Regions from separate parts of the Cricetulus griseus genome. Here region 2 is linked to region 1. Evidence: chromatin contacts called from public Hi-C data. All regions are on one chromosome and are shown on one strand. Each heading gives the region's core, a stretch centred on a gene start, on an enhancer-like site or on the middle of the called end of the contact. The rest is flanking DNA. Distances are from core to core; before and after follow the strand shown. Region 1 holds the start of Hlx (H2.0-like homeobox protein). Region 2 has its middle 220 kb from the start of Dusp10.

Region 1 (6,531 bases), core at 1,807-4,306:
AACTGAAAAGAGACCAGAGCTTTCTCTTGTCTGAGTATTGCATTGCATCCATTGCTTTCCTCAATCTTAAATGTTCAGAAACCACATTGTCAAATTATTAAGGGACCTGCGAAGACCTTGACTATTCCTGGTATTGTGAAATACTTTGGCTGTGTGTCTTCTCTGGAAAAGACAAAGGGGATAGATTGCACGTCTATAAACAGCAATCATAAATGAGCAAACGCCCCAGGCGCGGTAGTGCCTCCCCCCCAAATTTTGACCTTTTTGATAGACGCGTGAGTGTGAACTAAGTTCAAGTAATTTGATTTAATCGGGCTCATTTCTATCCCTGGTGGTTACAAGGTCCCCCGGGAGTCCACGCCTCTGCCCCTAGGGCCTCCCTGCTCAGGCAACAACAACTCTGGGCTAGTTCATTTCGCCACAGCCCTGAACAGCTCGGAAAGCAAAGATTAAAGGCGAAAGTCACAGCTGCATACTTATATTTTCATTGCTAGAGGGGAATTGATTTCCGTGCATTTATTTTGGAAGTTGTAATACAGAAGAGCGGATTTGCGTCACCACAGCAACTTGCCGGTGGAGATAAAGTTGCACAAATATTGAAAGGGGAAGTGCTAGGAGTCATTATAGAGTTTTTCTCCGGAAGAAATAAGGATTTCTGCAGTATCCTAAAATACTAGGGCCGCTTCTATTTTGAGACCAATCTCGCAGGCATATCCGCTCATTTAGTCCAAGTTTGAGCCCATCAAAAAAACAGGAGATGACCTGAACTCCGGCGAGCCCTGGGTTTCCTGCTGCTTTCTCGGTTCTGAAGGGTAGGGGGTAAAGAAGAGGGCAGTGTGCGGGCTCTCACCAAGGCGAGTGACCTGCAGGGGTGAGGCTTGGGCCTGGAGCAAGAAAGACCCACCTACCCAAAGGCTGCCTTTTTTCTTTTTCTTTCCCTTTGGCGTTCGCCCCCTAGGAGCTCCGATTAGGCCTTGGGCAGTGGGTGAGGCTGTGGCTGGATTGCAAAAATGCCGCTAGCCCGGGGGAACAGAGGATCTTTCCGAGGCGATACAGCCTGTTACAGCCGACCTGTGGGGAAAGAAGCCCTTGCAAACTGTCTAGCCTTTGAGCCGCGGGGCGCTCCTGGTTTCTAAGCGCCACAGATCCGGCTGTGGACACTGCCAGATACCTAGAGCGTTCGGGTTCTGCACTCACCTCCCGCTCAGCGGGTCTCAAACTGTGCAAGAAGGAAAAAGGGAGCCTTTTATCCCTAGGGGAAGAGGTGAAGGTGCAGGCTTCTAAGTTCTTTTTATCAGGGCCTTTGGTCTAGGCCGTTTACTGTCTGGACGTCTGCGGCCAAACTGGAATCGCAGCCGAATTACGAGGCTTCCAGAAAAGAAAGAATAGAGGAGCCTACACGCTCTCTCCACCGGGCTGGTGACTTGCTTTCCCTAAGCACCTGGTGAAATTAATGACACGGTTCTCTCTCACCTCATCACAGCAGAACTTTTAGCCAAAGTCTCACCTCGGTGGCCTTGTGCTCATCACAAGTCCACCTCCTGCTAGACATGACATCCGGCCCCTCTCCCCAAGGCACCGCTGCCCTCAACTGTCTATACCCCTCTGTCCCTGATGCCGGGAGTTAAGGCCAGGGAGCCTTTCGCGAGGGAGTGGGGCGCAGAGTAGAAATCGAGGGAAAGACAAGAAAGAGAGGAAAAATCTCAGTGGCTGTAGATTCTGTGACTGATTAGCCTTAGCTGATGGTTGTGGTCCAGGAGAAAGGCAACCGCTAATGATGACAATGTCGCTGAGGAAGGGCCACAAAGCTGCTAGACGTTAATTAACTCAGGAGCCCACTCCAATCCTGAACTGATAGTAGCCTAGCATGTCCCCATGCGTTTTCGGGTTTAACTGGTATCTTAGAGCTGAGGAGAAATAAGCATGCCTTGGAATCTCATTTAGGAGACAATTATTTGTACAATCGAAAACAAAAGATTTGATGGTTTCGTTATTGTCGTTATTTTATTTTCTTCCTGAAAATGTGCAAGAACAGCTCAGCCTGTGATCTGTTTGGGAGAGGGGCGGGGAAATCCATTCTGACTATAATTTAAAACACAACGAATTCTTAAAATAGAGATGTTGATGCTACAGAAAACTCCCGCTCCACATACCCAGAGTTCTAAAGACCCCGGCTAGAATGGAAGGCGCTGGCTGTGGCGGCTGGGACAGCGCCTCCCGCCAACAGGCCAAAGCGGATCCTGGAAAAACCGCCACCGAATTGAAAGTAGGTATTTAATCTCAAAGGCAACCTCTCCCTGGCACTTGCAAAATATCGGACCCACGTGACCAGGGTATGTGGTGGCCCCGAAGGGTGGCACTTCCTACAAGGTGCAGGGAGAGGACTCGCTTGCTGCTCTCCTGGGCCCGGTGAGAAAGCCCGTTTTGTTGTTTCCTAGGCTCGGGGCAAAAGTTTGGATGTGTCCAAGGGAGACGTTTGGAGCCATCTATCTTATTTTGTTTGAAAAGTCACTCTTTCAAGTTGTCACTGGAATGACATCTCAGAATAAAAATAATTTGCGGCCGGCCCTCCTCTGGCTTCTCTGAGAAGCTCCTGTGAGCTCGGAGGCAGACGGATTGCAGATTTGGGCCGGGATTCCGGGTTGCAGGGGCCCGGGAAAGATGGAGCCTTTGCCGAGGACACCAGAATTTGGGATAAATAAAAGCAGAGAGAAGAATCGCGTGAAAGTAGAAAATAGAAGGGACAGCCTACGGTCCGCCCGCGCGGTCTGTTCTGGGGGGATGAGGGAAACTGTTCATTACAGCCGAGCATGGGAGTCCCAGCGCTCCCCTCTTGAGACAGACTCCTCGCTCCCCGTGGCGGGTCCCCGAGCAGCAGGCCACAGAGGACAGCCAGAGGCCGGAGGAGCCGACTCTCCGCCCCTAAGCGGCTCCTAGGGACGCGCAGTGCTTAGCTCAGCCCACGCGGCCGCAGAAAACACTTTGGTGTGGCCAGGGCGTGGCTGAGGACGGGCCACGCCCCTCTTTCCCAATTCCCCTCCACTCCTGAGTCCCATTGGTCACATAGGCGTCCAATGAGCGCACGGATCAAGGTCCTACCCCGGGTCTGACTCGAAAGCTCCTGCCAAAACTTTGGGAGTTTTTAGAGAGGAGTTTTTTTTTTTTTTCCTTCTTCTTAATTTTTTTAAGCTAACGGATCATTATTGTTGTTTTAAATTTAGCTCTTAGGGCTTAGCTGTTTGGGTTTTTCTTTCGGTGCCGGGCCCCTGTCTTCCCGGCTTCTCCGGAGTAGCGGAGCGAGGCCGCGCCCGCCTCGTCGCTCCAGCACCCGGCTACCGCCTCCTCCCCGCGGGGAGCGCGCTCGCCGCGCCGCCTTTCAAGCCAGGCCAGGGGCCCAGGCGGTGGCGGGAGGCGACCGGGCCCTCGCCTCCTCTCTCGGTGGCACTAGGGCGCCCTGCTGGCCCTCGGCTTCAGTGCGGGCGGAGAACCGAAAGCAGACCGGGCTTGGCTGGGACACCGCCTCTCCCCGAGCCCCCACCCACTCACCCACTCACCCGGGGCCCCGCCAGGATCCTGCCAGGATGTTCGCGGCCGGCCTGGCTCCCTTCTACGCTTCCAACTTTAGCCTCTGGTCAGCCGCTTACTGTTCCTCGGCCGGCCCGGGCGGCTGCTCCTTCCCCTTGGACCCCGCGGCTGTCAAGAAGCCCTCCTTCTGCATCGCGGACATCCTGCACGCCGGCGTCGGGGAGCCCGGGCCCGCCGCAGAGGGACTGGTGGGGGCCTCCGCCGCCCTCACCGCGCACTTGGGCTCCGTGCACCCGCACGCCTCCTTCCAAGCTGCCACCAGATCCCCGCTACGTCCCACCCCGGTGGTGGCGCCTTCAGAAGTCCCGGCTGGCTTTCCTCAGCGGCTGTCCCCGCTCTCGGCTGCCTATCACCAACATCTCCCGCAGCAACAACCAACGCAGCCCCAACAACAGTCGCAGCAACAGCCTCCGCCTCCACCTCGGGCGGGCTCCCTGCAGCCACCGGCTTCAGGGACGCGGGTGGTCCCCCACCATAGCGGCTCCGCCCCTGCCCCCTCCAGCAAAGACCTCAAATTTGGAATCGACCGAATTTTGTCTTCAGAGTTTGACCCGAAAGTCAAGGAAGGCAACACTCTGAGAGGTACGTTCTGGTTGGGAGGCTTCAGGCCTCATAACCATGGGCCCTGGTCCCATGCGGGTTTTTGTTGTTGTTGTTTTGGTTTGGTTTTTGGTTTGGTTTTGTGTGCTTTTACACTTAAGGACAAATCGGTAGAATGACAGAGAAGAAAACGAATTGTAAGATAACTATGAGACATTTAAAACTCAGCTACTCTAAGTAAAAAGTGACTCTCGGATGCTTATACAGCACAGAACGCGTGTCAACAACCTGATCGCTGTAAACTTTTGCAAAAGTGGGTGGGTATAACCTGTCTTTTGAATGGCATATCTACAGAAAGACATAGGCCTTTCTCATAGGGAAATCTCGGCGTGGGGACATTTTGCATTTATTTGATTTCCAGTAAAATGCTTCCCAAGAATTGTGGGGAAGCAAAACTGCTAGTCTAAGCTCCGGAGGGGAGAAGGCAGAGGAAGGGGGCTAGCTAGCATCTTAGCACCATTTTATGAAAAGCTTTTTCTTGCTGGGGGGGGGGTAGACTGGACGTGGTTGATACAGGGGCGGTTCAAGCCCCACTCTTGGCGGCTGTCAGGAAACTGCTTCCCGTGAATATAGGGGTCTTTCTTGACTTCAATCGGATAAAACTGGATCAAGGGAGAAGGGAAGAGAGGGTATGAGCTTGTCCAACATGTAACCGACTCTTCTTTCCTGCCACCCAGATCTCACCTCGCTGCTAACCGGTGGGCGTCCTGCAGGGGTGCACCTGGCTGGCCTGCAGCCTTCGACTGGACAGTTCTTCGCGTCTCTAGAGCCCATTAGCGAGGCGTCTGCTATCCTCAGCCCCTTAAGCTCCAACCCAAGAAGTTCTGTTCAGCATCAATTCCAAGACACATTTCCAGGTAGAAAACTTCCCGAGTTCAGTCCGTGAATCTCTGAACTTAGTGGTCAGCCGCCGGGCCTGCCTTTAGAAATCTCGGTCTGATGCCGCTGCAAAGGGTCGAAACCCCATAGTCGGGGTAGGAGCCTCCCAAATCCTATAAGAGAAACTGAATGTTCTTTTTAGTGGGACAGTTGGAGAAGAGAGGGGAGCCAAGATAGTGTGTATGTGGGCCACTGGCCCTATTCTTTTCGTCCAGAGAGGGTGGTTTGAAAATGATCTCTCTCTCTCTCTCTCTCTCTCTCTCTCTCTCTCTCTCTCTCTCTTACACACACACACACACACACACACACACACACCTAGTTTTGCTTGGCTGGTTATACCCCTGGAAGACAAATGTGGAGGAGTGTGGGGCTGTCACTGGCAGGTCATTTAGGCCCCAGGGGCAGTTCCAGCTATTTTAGCATGTCTGGTGGCTGTGCATTTAGTTTATGCATCTCTCTTGAACGAATCCACGGTACAGTAGCCAGCTCTTCCCGGCTTTAGGCCTAAAGTCATCTGGGGGAGGGGGGAATAAAAATTCTTCCTTAGGCCATTCTAGCACAAGGGAAAGGAACTGGGAGGTGACTGTGAATTCAAAACACCTTTAAATATCCATGAGAGTCAGAGGTCCACAGACTGCGGTCACACTAACATTAACAGGGTCCTGAACCTCTCTTCCTGCTGGTTGGCAGGTCCCTATGCTGTGCTCACCAAGGACACCATGCCGCAGACATACAAGAGGAAGCGCTCATGGTCCCGAGCGGTCTTTTCCAATCTCCAAAGGAAGGGCCTGGAGAAGAGGTTTGAGATCCAGAAGTATGTGACGAAGCCAGACAGAAAGCAGCTGGCAGCGATGCTGGGACTCACCGATGCACAGGTAAGCCATTGGCTGGGTGTTCTCCCTCTGGCAGTAAACGGTAAACAAGGTAGATCGCAGGCCTCTTCCACAGCTTCTTACCTTCAGCAGTCAAAACACAACGTCTTGAATTTCGAGAGGCTTTGTGGTGTAGCAGCTCAAAGCCAGAGGAGAGGCGGGTAGGGGTGGAGAAGGAGGAGAGGGACGGAAAGAATAGCCCATTCCTGAAGATGTATGTCAACAATCATCGCGTGTTTATTTTGGCCAAGAGGCCAAAGAACTGTGGAGAAAAGCGAAAAGGCCACTAGACTGGAGTGCGCCTCGCTGTAGGAGGCAGTTTATTTCAGAAGAGATAAAACCCAGAGTCAATAGATTATTGTTGGTTCCTGCCTTCCTTCACTGGGTTGTGAAATCCCACTTGTGAGGAACTGAAAATATAATTTCAAACAGAATGACTTTGAATCGCCTTAAGACAGTGAGTGGGCTTGGAGCAGGCACAGTCCCACTTTTTAACAGCCCAGCTTCTGAAGATGGTGTCCTTGGTGATGGAGTTGAGTGAGAGAAAGAAAAAAAAGAATTTTTTAGGGTGTCCAAGAACATTTTTCAGTAGGTC
Region 2 (6,531 bases), core at 2,850-5,349, 430 kb after region 1:
CTTCTATATTTGCACAGTTTCCTAACAGATCACAAAATACAACTCTTGTGGTGATATTTTTCAACTGCAGCACGGCGCATGGCTGAGAGTGAAAACAAGTAAAGTCAGAAGGGATCCCAGAATGGATGAGACTTTTCCCAGATCTCCACTCTGTTGGCCACCTTGTGCCCTGCCGTTCTTCCAAAGGCTGGCACAAGCTCCAGCCGCTACTCTACGTAAATACTTAAACTAGAAGCTGCACATTATTTGTCCTAGCTTTGAGAGCTCTCTTTGCGTTTGTACCTTTACAACCAACATCTGGATGTACCCATATCCAGAAAAGCTTTGGGGTTTGAAGCATGCAGTAGCAAGCCCTCTGAACGCAGCTCCTTGTGTGAAGACAGACCCCTAGTGGCCGATGTCTGGAACTGCAAACCAGGGTTGTTTTGTGATTCCGGGCCTTGGGGTTTATTTAATTTAGGCTTTTCCCACCCATATCCTTTCCCCACTTTCTGGGTCCAGATTGCTGTTGAAGGTGGACACAACGCAGCTGTGTGGGAGTGACTCAAGTTCAAATCAAGAGACTTCCAGAACGGTTACATCAGTTCTGTGAAAGCCCCGAGTCACAGTTCTTTGAAGCTGGCTAGCACAACATGCTAACACCTTTTAAGTTAAAAAATCTTTTGACCGAGAGGCTGAGCAGGAGCTTTAGTGTTTGGGGCAAACTCTTGATCACCTAAAAACTCCTGGATTTCCTCTGTCACAACAACATGCTTCTGTGTTCTTTGGGGGACTAAAAAAATGAAATGTGAGAAGTGAACTCCTTGGGCACCAAAGAAACGGTGATTTTGAGCTTCTGAGTGTGGCCCTGCTCTGCATCTGACCCCGTATTATGGCTAAGTGTGGCTCTGAAAATTGAATGCCACAAGGAAGCACAAATACACCTGGAAGGAAGCCGGGCATTGGTGGCACACGCCTTTAATGCCAGCACTCAGGAGGCAGAGGCAGGCGGATCTCTGTAAGTCCGAGGTCAGCCTGGTCTCCAGAGAGAGTGCCAGGATAGGCTCCAAAGCTACACAGAGAAACCCTGTCTCGCAAAGAAACAAACAAAACAAAACAAAACAAAAACACGTGAAAGGAATGGAATGCCTCCCCTCTGATGCCGCCCTGTCAGTTCCAGCGCCTCACCTGCTCTCTTCATTTCTAAGAAGCTTCTGTCTTCTGACTGAAAGCAGTCCCTGGACATTCTCTGGACACTTGGCAGGGAGAGAACACGTGGATTCTTGCTGTCACCATTCTATCTGTAAATGAGGAGTAAAGGCATGCATCCAAGGACGAGTGCCTGCAGTCAGGTCCAAGTGTCCAGTGAAGTGACACACTGTGGCTGAAGGTTCACTCATCTCTTCTGCTGCTATCTCAGAAGCTGATGTGTAGTCAGCATGGCTGGATCTCTTGTGGCACATTTCTAGGTCGTTCTGAGCCTTTGTCATATGTTTGCTACTGTGCGCATCATACCAGGTCTGGCAGCCCCGTCTTCCTGCTTGTGTTTCAGGCTGTGCCTGGTGGGCACACAGCACTCCTGCTGTAGCAAAAGGGGAGGCAAGTACCCATGCTTAAGTCCAATTCAGGTCTCCTATCTTCATCTAACACACACACACACACACACACACACACACACACACACACACACACACAGAAGGTAAGGGTGAGAGATAGACAGACATGTGGTAATGTATATTCAGGGTCCAACTGGTCAATGATCTTGTTTTCTTCCAGAAAGAATGGGAAAAGATATCAACCCCCCTTTCTTTCTTTCAATAAAAACACACTCATTTAAACAGTTCAGTGAAGTAATGGGTGTGTGTTGTTTTTCTTGTTGCTATGACCAAAGCACTGGAGAAGAAGGGTTTATTGTTTACTGAGCAGCTCGTGGTTTGAGGGGATGCAGTCCATCGCGGCAGTGACATCATGGCACTGTGGACATGAGGTAATTGCACTGGAGAGGACTCTCTGCTCAGCTTCTTTTCTCTTTGTCCCTCTCTGGTCAGTCTGTACTTCCGACCACAGGATGGTGCTGTCATATTCAGAGACGGTGTTCCCTCCTCAGTTAAACACCCTACAGACATGCACATAGGCTGGCTCAGAGCTGTGTCTCCCAGGTGATTCTAAATTCAGTCCTGTTGACAATGAAGACTGGTCCTCATCGCAGGACATAGCATCTCCCCATCCTCATGAACATTGGTGATAAGGCTTCTGACACTCCCAAAGGGTGGTTATTGTCACAACTCTATGAATGAGCTCCAGTTAAATATCATGTACACCATCCCATTCAGAAATTCTGAGAAAATGTTTCTGAATTTAGAATTTCTCAGGTGGCATCTCTGTGATATCACCTATATGTTCTCTCCCATCGGGGCCCAGATCAGGACTCCACAGTTGAGTGCATGGATGGTTTTATGATGGTTGTCACAGGACAAGGGGTCTGACCAAGTGCTGTCAGTGAAGGAAACTCCTTCTCATCAGTAAAACTTGAGAGAGAGAAAGAGAGAGAGAGAGAGAGAGAGAGAGAGAGAGAGAGAGAGAGAGAGAGAGGAGTGAGACTAAGTGGCGGGTAACAAACTGTGGTCTTGGATGTACATGATGGAAGAACTCCTCACAGACATGAAGTCCAGGAGAACCTTACAATTTCCCAGAAACCATGGGTTAGGCAACAGAGATCTCAATTAGGCCACTTGCATAAAACTCTAAGGCTTTCAGAAGAAAATGTCAGAAAAAAAAATCCTCATGGTTTGGGTTTAGGGAGAAGTGAGAAAAAATTCCAAGATCACGGTCCACAAAATAAAAGCAAGATTTTTTTTTTTTAATGAAAAATATTGACCTGTTGAAATCACCATCTGCTCGTATCCACTCACTGCTGGGTTGGAAAGTGGTACAGCCACTTTGGAAAACCATGTGGTCTTGGCTTTATAAAATTAAACATACACTCCCCAGGGATTCCAAGTTCGTGAGAATGAAAATGTATGTTTGCTTTAAAGCCAATGCATACATGTTGAGGGTAGCTGTACTCTCACTATTCCGACCTGGAAACAACTCGAATGTCCTTCAGTAGAAGGAAAGGCAGCCTGCACTACATATAAAATGCTCTGTGACAGACACTGTTCTCAAAAGGTAAGTGCTCTGAGAACAGTGACAGCTGGGAACTGCCGGCCGAAGGGAGGTGTGGCAGTCAGGACCACAGTGAATGGGATTTGGGGTGCTGGTACCATGCTGTACACTAGTTATGATCATGATGCAGCTGACTACAGATGCTGACATCTATAGGACTGTCCATCATAGAAAAGAAAAATCCTAGAAGCCAGTGCGTGGTGGGGACTTTGACCTTCATCGTTGTCAGTGTCTTCATTAGACAGTGACGCCTGTCACTACCACGGCACGCATGACAAGATGCCACGAGGGGATGTGTAAGGCCTGTGGGTGCAAAGATGACTCAGGAAGAGGCTCTGGGACTGGGCTGGGAGTAAGACCGAAAGGCAAAGAGGCCTATGTGACTGACACTCAGGAATTTGGAGCAGAAAGAAGCACAGTCCACAGGGTGTGTGAGCACAGGAATGGCAGCCTGGCCAAGATGGAATCATTAACTTTTCTGTTGTTACTTTTCAACTGTATTGTTTTACTTTGACCAAAGTAAGTATTACTTTCCATCAGATAATGTTTGCTAGACTATGGACATGTTGGAATGTGACCCATGTATAATTCCTTTTACATACCATAGCCTTCTGACCCATCACTCATGAAATAGCAAATGAATGACAGATGACACCAGAATACTTTAAACATCACAGGCCTTTACAATATTGATTTTCTAATTAAGGCATGTTCATTAGCACAGCTGCTGTCCTGACTATTTGGAAGCAGGGTGTGTGTTCTACTCATCAACAGGAGTAGAGTCTGTCACCATGCTATTTGAGTGGCACTTCTCAGGAGAAAGTCCCTAAAAGTGAGTCACAGTGATGAGTCATGTCCTATGGCATTGGTCTTTGAAATCAAAGCCTATGTCATGTCCTCTTGGTGATATCTACAGGAAATACCAGGAATGCCAAAGTAGATCTGGGAGAGGACCACTCATCTGCCAGGATAAGCCACCAGGCAGTCATTCAAGGGGTGTGTTTGCAGCACCATGGAGACCACACTGCTATTTTCCCAGGAGACATAATCTAAATCCAGAGCCCTGATCTGAATATAAATACTGAGAATGTCATGAATGCAGCTCCATACACTAAGCCCAATCTCCGTTTCCCTCTAGGTGAGACAGAGGCCACCCACTACAACAACCTGATGTGAATTGGTGACAATCAAGGCCCTTGCTTAGAAGTCATCCCTATGCCCATCTGAGTGAAAGGGAAATTCAAAGTCAGAGTGACACCAGGGGTCAGCCTCTGTGAACAGCCAGCCCATTCCCTCCTTGTAGAAGGGACTTTCCTAAAGTAAGGGCTGGGTATTTTAAGCAAAGAGACCCAGCTGTGAAAATACCATTTCTCCAGTTGCTTCCTGCTGGGCCTGATCTCACTTGCACTTATCTCTGGAGAGAAGTTGCTGATCTCCCTCCTTCTTCTTCTCTTATCCCTGCTGCTCCTGGGCATGGGGTGGGGGCGGCTTTGAGAAATGACAGCACCTCCCTGTAATTCTTCTAGGTCATCAGTGTTCTGTATCAGGGCACTGCCTGACTAATTAGCATTAATACATGATATTGGGAGAAGGAACCCTGGAGAAAAAGTAGCAGGCCTGTTTGTGCCAATTGGAGTTGACCCAACTCCAACAATCCCCCAGCATACTCAGTCTCGACCTTTGTTCCTGCTGCCATGAGGTTTTGGGAGCCCTATGGAGTGCTTTCCGTCCTAGAAGACATGAGGACTTGACTTGTTTAACAAGCTTCCTTTAAACCCTCTAACATGTGGACTCGATATCACGTATGTCTCCTACCATCTTAAAACTTTGATTTGGAGATACAGTGAGCATTTATCTAGTTAGTCATTCATTATTGAGTGCCTACTGTGGACAGGGGATTGAGCTAAAGGACCGATGATAGAGCCTTCATGGAACAAACAGAATTTTATTCTGGAGGGAACTAAAATAGGATGAGAAAGGAAAGCTGGGAAGTGAAGAGACGATCTTGACAGCAGAAAAGCAAAAGGCCAGTCAGAGGGCTGTAGGTCCAAACAGTGGCAACATCTGAGTTCCTATTCAAAGGGTTTGGAAACAGGCTCTCAACGCAACATTTATACATCAATGTTCATTATAGCTAACAACACAGAAGCAGCACAAGTACTCACTAATGGATGAATAGATAAAGAAAATGGAATATTATTCAGCCTTTAAAAGCAAGGAAAATTTGTCAAAATCATAGAGACAATGAAAAAATAATGCTTCCGGGGAAAGGGTAATTACTGTTTAATGGTATAGAGGTTTGGATTTATAAGACAAAGTTTGTAGAGCTGGATGATGGTGACACATATGATACCTTCTAAATGTGTTTGATGTCACTCAACTGTCTTCTTAAAAGTAAAGGTAGGGACATTTGTTATGTGTCTTTTACAACTTAAAAAAAATAGGAAAGGAAAAGCATGTGTCGTAGAAAAACTCAAAATTTGAACCCTTCCTCATCCCCTTGGACTCATTATCACAAACAAATGAAGATAATGGCTGGGTGGTAGTGGCGCACTCCTTTAATCCAGCACTCTGGAGGCAGAGACTGGCAGATCTCTGGGAGTTTGAGGCCAGACTGGTCTACAGAGAGTTCCAGGACAGCCTCCAATGTGACAGAGAAACCCTGTTTCAAAAACAAAACAAAACAGCAACAACAAAAAAAGAAGTGATGATAATGGTTACACTTAGTAGCTTTGTTGTAGGTAATTAAAACAACAGCTACAACCCACTTGACACAGACTAGGGAATTGGTGAATAGAAATTGTCAAGGTCAACTGTGACTGGCCTATGGTGAATGGTCTGTGGAGCTTTGGTGGTAAATTCTAAATTGTCAATGTTGCACAACCTAGACCCACCCAGGAAGAAAGTTTCAGAGAAGGATTGTCTAAAGCAGGGTTGTTTGCAGGTATGTCTATGGGAGATTGTCTTGACTGTTAGTTGATGTGAGCAGACTCAGTCCATTGTGGGTGGCACCATTCCCCAGGCAGAAGATCTTTTTACTGGAGTAGGGAGTGGACAGGTCTTGGTACTTGTAAGCCTGCATGTGTTTATTCTCTATCAGCTCCTGACTTTGTTGTTGCCTAGACTTCCCTGCAAGTAGAACTATAATAAATTCTTGTACCTGTTTGATGGTTTTGCCATTATGTTTTATCATAGCAACAGAAATGAAACTGGGAACAGAAATGGAACAAAATTCAGTTTGGAGTCTCAAGTAAAATGACTTGGATGCTAAATTACAGGAGTTGAGCTTTATTCCATGAACGGAAGAAGCAATGGTGGCCAGATGCTGACAGGACAGGATCGGGGGACTGTTTTCTTGACAGTAAAAGGCAGATTAAGAGCAGGGCA

Evidence for each region. A called contact is a pair of places that touch in the nucleus more often than the background predicts.
Region 2: a contact with region 1 is called in a Hi-C map of fibroblasts, with 4 times the contacts expected there. The contact joins the enhancer-like site here to the promoter of Hlx in region 1. A contact is called at or near these places in 3 of 8 Hi-C or Micro-C datasets (the CHO-K1 cell line, fibroblasts and liver).

Annotation. Positions count from the first base shown.
Region 1 is chr5:9,940,442-9,946,972 of CriGri-PICRH-1.0, forward strand. It overlaps Hlx (H2.0-like homeobox protein), which reads left to right and starts at 3,057. Exons shown (of 4, transcript XM_035445625.1): 1 at 3,057-4,167; 2 at 4,863-5,042; 3 at 5,755-5,939. The coding sequence starts at 3,582.
Region 2 is chr5:10,371,897-10,378,427 of CriGri-PICRH-1.0, forward strand. No RefSeq gene overlaps it. Among named protein-coding and RNA genes, the nearest start is that of Dusp10, 220 kb to the right of the region's middle. Within about 2 kb of position 4,100, at least 2 of the 6 cell types and tissues checked have open chromatin away from gene starts, as enhancers often do. A contact at or near this core is called in the CHO-K1 cell line and fibroblasts, where this site is marked.